Regions from separate parts of the Mus musculus genome. Here region 1 is linked to region 2. A link is a contact called in public HiChIP or PLAC-seq data. All regions are on one chromosome and are shown on one strand. The core of a region is the stretch at or near the end of the contact, and the rest is flanking DNA. Distances in the headings are between cores, read along the strand shown. Region 1 overlaps St18 (suppression of tumorigenicity 18). Region 2 has its middle 48 kb from the start of Alkal1.

What was found. HiChIP or PLAC-seq counts read pairs in DNA pulled down with a chosen protein or histone mark.
Region 1: a RAD21 HiChIP or PLAC-seq map of pro-B cells shows a contact between it and region 2, with 6 times the contacts expected there. The contact joins two enhancer-like sites. A contact is called at or near these places in 2 of 15 datasets of contacts at CTCF or cohesin (large pre-B cells and pro-B cells), 3 of 484 Hi-C or Micro-C datasets (the 63-12 cell line, the C10 cell line and large pre-B cells) and 3 of 115 datasets of contacts at active chromatin or transcription factors (bone marrow-derived macrophages, differentiating embryonic stem cells and large pre-B cells).

Annotation. Positions count from the first base shown.
Region 1 is chr1:6,759,421-6,762,262 of GRCm38.p6, reverse strand. All of the region lies in intron 2 of St18 (suppression of tumorigenicity 18), which reads right to left. Among named protein-coding and RNA genes, the nearest start is that of St18, 31 kb to the right of the region's middle. Within about 2 kb of position 1,477, at least 51 of the 459 cell types and tissues checked have an H3K27ac peak or open chromatin away from gene starts, as enhancers often do. A contact at or near this core is called in the 63-12 cell line and pro-B cells, where this site is marked.
Region 2 is chr1:6,405,643-6,408,401 of GRCm38.p6, reverse strand. No RefSeq gene overlaps it. Among named protein-coding and RNA genes, the nearest start is that of Alkal1, 48 kb to the right of the region's middle. Within about 2 kb of position 1,476, at least 58 of the 459 cell types and tissues checked have an H3K27ac peak or open chromatin away from gene starts, as enhancers often do. A contact at or near this core is called in the 63-12 cell line and pro-B cells, where this site is marked.

The sequences.
Region 1 (2,842 bases), core at 228-2,727, 350 kb before region 2:
AGTTAACCTGAATGTGCCAACTGTGACCCCTCAGAGGGACTCAATATTTTTGTTCAATTTAGTAGGAAATTTTGAAATAGTGAGAGAAAAAGTAAAAGAAAGAAAGCATATTAGGCTGGACCAGAAAATTGCTTATTTAAAGGAACCTTAGTGAATGACAGAGGACATGTTGGCATCTTGTACCTATAATTTGGTTGGCCAAATTACAAGAAGAATAACATTGTTATATTACAAATTGTATTATTAATAATAATTTCATGATTCATTTTCTGTAGTATTAGGGATTGAAGCCAGAACCTTATGCATGGTAGGCAAGCACTTTACCATTGAGCTATATCCCTAGTCCTATTATGCCTATTATTACTCTTAGCCATCAAAAAGAAATGAGCCCTAATGAAGAAGCTGCAAGCAACAGACTGCTCCCTTGTTACCTGAGCTGTTCTGAAATGGCCAGCAGAAGTTGTTATTAATCCCACGTCTAGCGTTTTAATTCACTTTTCAAGGAAACAACCTGTTTTCCGTTTATTTTACCATCAAGTAACTACACAAGGCTGCATCTCCCCTATTTGGTTCTAGGGTGGGAGAAAAAAAAAAGACATTGAAAGCCAGGGTAGTGCACTTAGAATCCTAGAGAGGGCCCTGCTGTACCAATGCCACATGCACACATGCCCATGGTTAAATGTTTATAGTTGGCAGTTCTGACATTTTAAGTCACAAGCTTCCAACCTTCTTTGCAGGAGACTTTTGTTGCTGGCCTTTTACCTAGTGCAGTGTCCTGAAGCAGCAGCCTCTCACCCACACACGCCTGCTCCTTGCAAGCTTTGACCAGACACAAAACAGATGCTTTTTCAACTCATGTCAGCAACTGTGGCTGTGCAGAAGACGCAGGAAGCAAACTCTCACACACTGCCCAAGTAGAAGAATGGAAAAGTAGTACCACAGCTAGGGAGTTCTGATTTTGTGTTTGATCATAACTTAAAAAAAATGTTTTTGGCCTATTCTGCTGTGCTCTTGATAGAGAGAGTTCTGGAGCTTTCCACCTGCTTAGTTCCCTTTGTTTGCCACACACCAACCTAAAACAAAAGATCCTGGAAGCAGTCATACTGGTGAACAAAGCTCTTTCTAAATCCTGAAAGTAATGGCTTTCTGTCTAATGCCCTATCGTGTTATGTATTTATTAGCAATACATTTTCCATTTATTTTCTCAAAGATTGCCAATAAAGAACGGAATCGCATAAGGGAGTAGCTGTAAAGCCTCTGAGTTCCCTAATGTCAAACTCATTAGCATCCGAATAAGCACACAGCAGCACGTCATCTGCACAATCGCATTTTTTTACTACTTTTAATAGCGTTTCTCAAAGGGCTCATTTTCAACTTTCTTCAGTGGTTAGTTGGGTCTCCTGGGAGAAGGAGCTTCCTGACGCTCATAGTTTCTACTCTGCAGCCTCACCGCCGTTTGCTGTCAGATGCGTCAGCCCTCTGCCCTAACCCCATCTGCTGTGGCTTCCCTCCCTGGAGACTAGAACGGAGGCAGCACAGCTGAGATCTGCTTGAGAAGTGTTCAGAGGGTGCTGAGAAAAGATAAGTTTAGGAATAGGATTTGGCACACAAAGACCCAGGGTATGGAAGCAGAGGGAAACAGAAATGTGAAGCAGGGCTTCTCCAGGTCTGTCTGTCAGGTCTGAGTCCATCACTCAAGTTCCTCCCAGCTCCTCTGTGGAAGCCGACCACAGTCGGACAGGAACCTGGGTTCCTCTTTTCATACATATTCATGACACCTTTAAACCCCCACTTTTATTAAATGTCAATCCCTGAGTTTTAGAAATTATTATTTGTCACTCTTTAGCTGTTCTGTATGTTCCTTTAGAAAAAAACAAAACAGCTTTTCCCCAACTTAAATGCATAGTAGCGTATGGGGAAGGCACATTGTTAAGACATTACTCTCAGGTCTGGAGGCTTTCACCAAGGACCAAGGGCTTCCAGCAGTACTTCTTCGACTTGTTAGCATTCACTCACTTTCATGGAAGTCCCCACTTTTCTGAGAGAGTAACCTTAAAAGATGAAATTACATGGCAACCATGGTATGGCAGATTAGCAGCCCACACAGTGTCTTTCTAATTAATGACTTAGAAGTTCAAATATCTTAGCTACCTGAAGTCATCAGCAAATCCTCCATTTGCTGACTTCCCTTTTTTCAAACAATTAGAGGATGCCAGGCCTTAATAACTGCTTCATAGATAACTACCTGCTTCTGCAAACCTGTTACAATATGCTAAATATGTTACATTATTTAAAAGAAAAGAAATGTACATTTGAGATGGTATTTTGTTCTTATAGATGATTGGACCAAGAGTTATGATCTGTAAATCAACTCTGTCCCCCAAATAGAAAATCATAGGCCTACTTACAGTTTATTAAATATCCCAAACTAAATGAAAGGTAGAAAGTTTGACAAAGGGGCAAGTGATTTTCTCAAGTAATGTGTGTACGATGTACAACTTCCAGTTTAATGTGAACTCAATGCCATTTGCCAATGTGTTATAACTGGCATGACCTCACATTAAGTCACCAACACAATCGATATGTTCTAACATGAGCTCACTACCACCATCAGTGAGGTATAGCATAAAAAAACATCACTGACAATGTATTCTAATTACTATGACCTCACCACCATCGTCAGTGTGGTACAACTAACAACTAACATGAGCTCAGCATCACTGCCAATGTTCTTGTGGTGTTTGCCTGTTAGTGAAAGCAGCCTGCTCTGTCTACTCAGGAAACGCAAGCCCAACAGGCCTCCCAGAAGCCTGGAAAGTTCAAGTATAGTCTCCAAAGATTC
Region 2 (2,759 bases), core at 227-2,726:
GAGAGGGAACTGAAGTGCCATGAGTCTAAACAAAGCCCACCTTCTGTGACATACTGCCTTCACCAAAGCCATACTTCTTGTACTGGCTAGTTTTGTGTCAACTTGACACAGCTGGAGTCATCACAGAGAAAGGATCTTCAGTTGAGAAAATGCCGCCATGAGATCCAACTGTAAGGCATTTTCTCAATTAGTGATCAAGGGGGAAAGGCCCCTTGTGGCTGGGACCATCCCAGGGCTGGTAGTCTTGGTTCTATAAGAGAGCAGGCTGAGCAAGCCAGGGGAAGCAAGCCAGTAATGAACATCCCTCCATGGCCTCTGCATCAGCTCCTGCTTCTTGACCTGTTTGAGTTCCAGTCCTGACTTCCTTGGTGATGAACAGCAGTATGGAAGTGTAAGCTGAATCCCTTTCCTGCCCAACTTGCTTCTTTTTCTGATTTTGTTTTTGTTTTTCGAGACAGGGTTTCTCTGTGTAGCCCTGGCTGCCCTGGAACTCACTCTGTAGACCAGGCTGGCCTCGAACTCAGAAATCTGCCTGCCTCTGCCTCCCAAGTGCTGCCCAAATTGCCTCTTGGTCATGATGTTTATACAGGAATAGAAACCCTGACTAAGACACTTCTTAAGCATGACAAACAGCTTCACCAATTGGAGACTAAATATTCAAACATCTGCATCTATGAGGAATGTTTGCATTCAAATCACCATACTAAGTACTACGGAGAAGGATCCGTCTTAGCCTCTGAGGTATGAGGTCTGCCAGATGGGGAGCTACTAGAATGGATCTATCAGCCCCACTTGTCAGAATATAAGAATATTTTTAAATGGTCTGAGAGTGTTTCTAATTCCTTCAAAAGGCAAAGAATAGCATGTAGACCATCCTTGTTGGACAATGAATCCTTCTAATTGGGGGCTCTAGGGATTTTTATGAGTTGCTCTCCTTGCTTGGTGTAAGACATAAGGGTGGGCTGCACAGGAAAGAGGGGCTGTAAAAACAGAGAGATGTCCCTGTTTGTTAGATGCTGTTCGGTTTATTTTGTTCTCCTAAGACCTAAGATCCCAGCCTGACTCCTGACTTTTAGTGAATAACCTAGATTTTAGTTCATTTCTAATGTTTACAAAGGGTACTTAGTTATGCCTTTTTGTTTTGAAACTTTAAAAAGACTCATTATGTTAAAAGTGGAATAAAATAAAGTTTTGTGGTAAAACAAAAGAGAGAGAAGGAGGGGTAGAGTCAGTACCAGAGAATACTAACTGCTTCGTGTGATGCTCCTGGCTTAAAATACTTATTTACAGTTTTAAAAGAAATTTCTTACCTGAATGAATGTTCTTGTACTTTGTGATTCAGCTATTGACTTCAAATAAAAGTGACGTCTTCAATAAAACAAAACAAGACTTCCAAGCCCCATATTGTACCGGGACACCTGTGTCTGTTCCAGCTGTCCTCATACCAACCACCTGAAGGTGCCAGCCTCAGTTAATCACCAATGTCCCTACTCCAGGTCATTTAGTCATCTCAGAAGTTGAACTTGAGTTTGAACTGGAACATAATTCCGAGGCCTCAAAATTTGTCACAGAATAGTCTCCCAGAGTATGGTCTCAGATGCTGCAAGTTGTAAACTAGGAAGTGATCTACTGTCTCTATTTCTTTGGGCTTCCAGGGGATTCTGACACACTAAAGTTTCTGAACCATTGCACATGGCGCTATGACTTCCCTAAGTCCTGTCAGAATCTGCTTAGCTCTTCTTTCTGAGAGCAAAAAGGTACTCAGAATAGCGATTGTTAAGTACTGACTTTCTGTTTCAAAATGAAACTACTAGCACAGAGAAGCCCATCTGGAGTTGTTGGTGGCCACAATGTTTCAGTGTTTTTAAGTCTGACAGCGAGGCGCCACCGTGTGGAAGAAAGATGACCCTACATTAAAAATAATTCCCGCAGTGATCAGTTGACTTCCCAGTTTTGTTTGTTGTTTGATCTTTATTTACCGCAATAGTTTATACACAGTGGGGAAATGATTTTGTAAAAATGAATAACTAAAGAAGACATTAAAAGTACACAAAACATACAATGTATTCTTAGAGTGTAATTGCGGTTTCATGTTTCCTCACATCTGTCTTCCTTCCCTCTGGGGCCAGTGACAACATGCAGACTAGCAGGACCAGGAGCTGGAGCAGCAATGTGCTGCACAACCGAACAGAAGTGAAATCTGCCTTCCTGGAGACCATCCCCTGTACAAAAATGTTTCCCTCTGCAAATGGCTTCCTTTGTCGGACTGCTGAAAAACAGGTCCATGTGCCAACAGAAGGAAGGAGCACGGGTTCAGAAAATGATTCTGACCCATCGACTTTCACACTGAGCTGTATCTAGTGTTTATTCAAACTATCATTTGTTCCATGTAATTTTCTATTTGTTTCATTTCCATCGTGCATAAAGAACTCAAATTCCAAACGCAATCTGAGGCTATGAATTACGTGGATGTTTAAAGACCTGTCTACACTTGCTTTTGTCTGCTTTGTTCTTTGTGCTTGTGTTTGACATCTTGGTGCCACTTACACAAGCCACAGTTAAGTGATGAAGAGCCAAAACCCTCAAACAATAAGTAAAACAGAAAACCTTTGATGTTGTCTTTTGTTTATTTACTTTATTTTTGTTTTGTTTCAAATCTAATTGAGACAAACCAACAAGAAGAAGAAATCACCTAGGTGCTGTCTGGTCACCCTCTCTGGTCAACATTCCAGAAATAGACATAGATATAAGTGTTATAG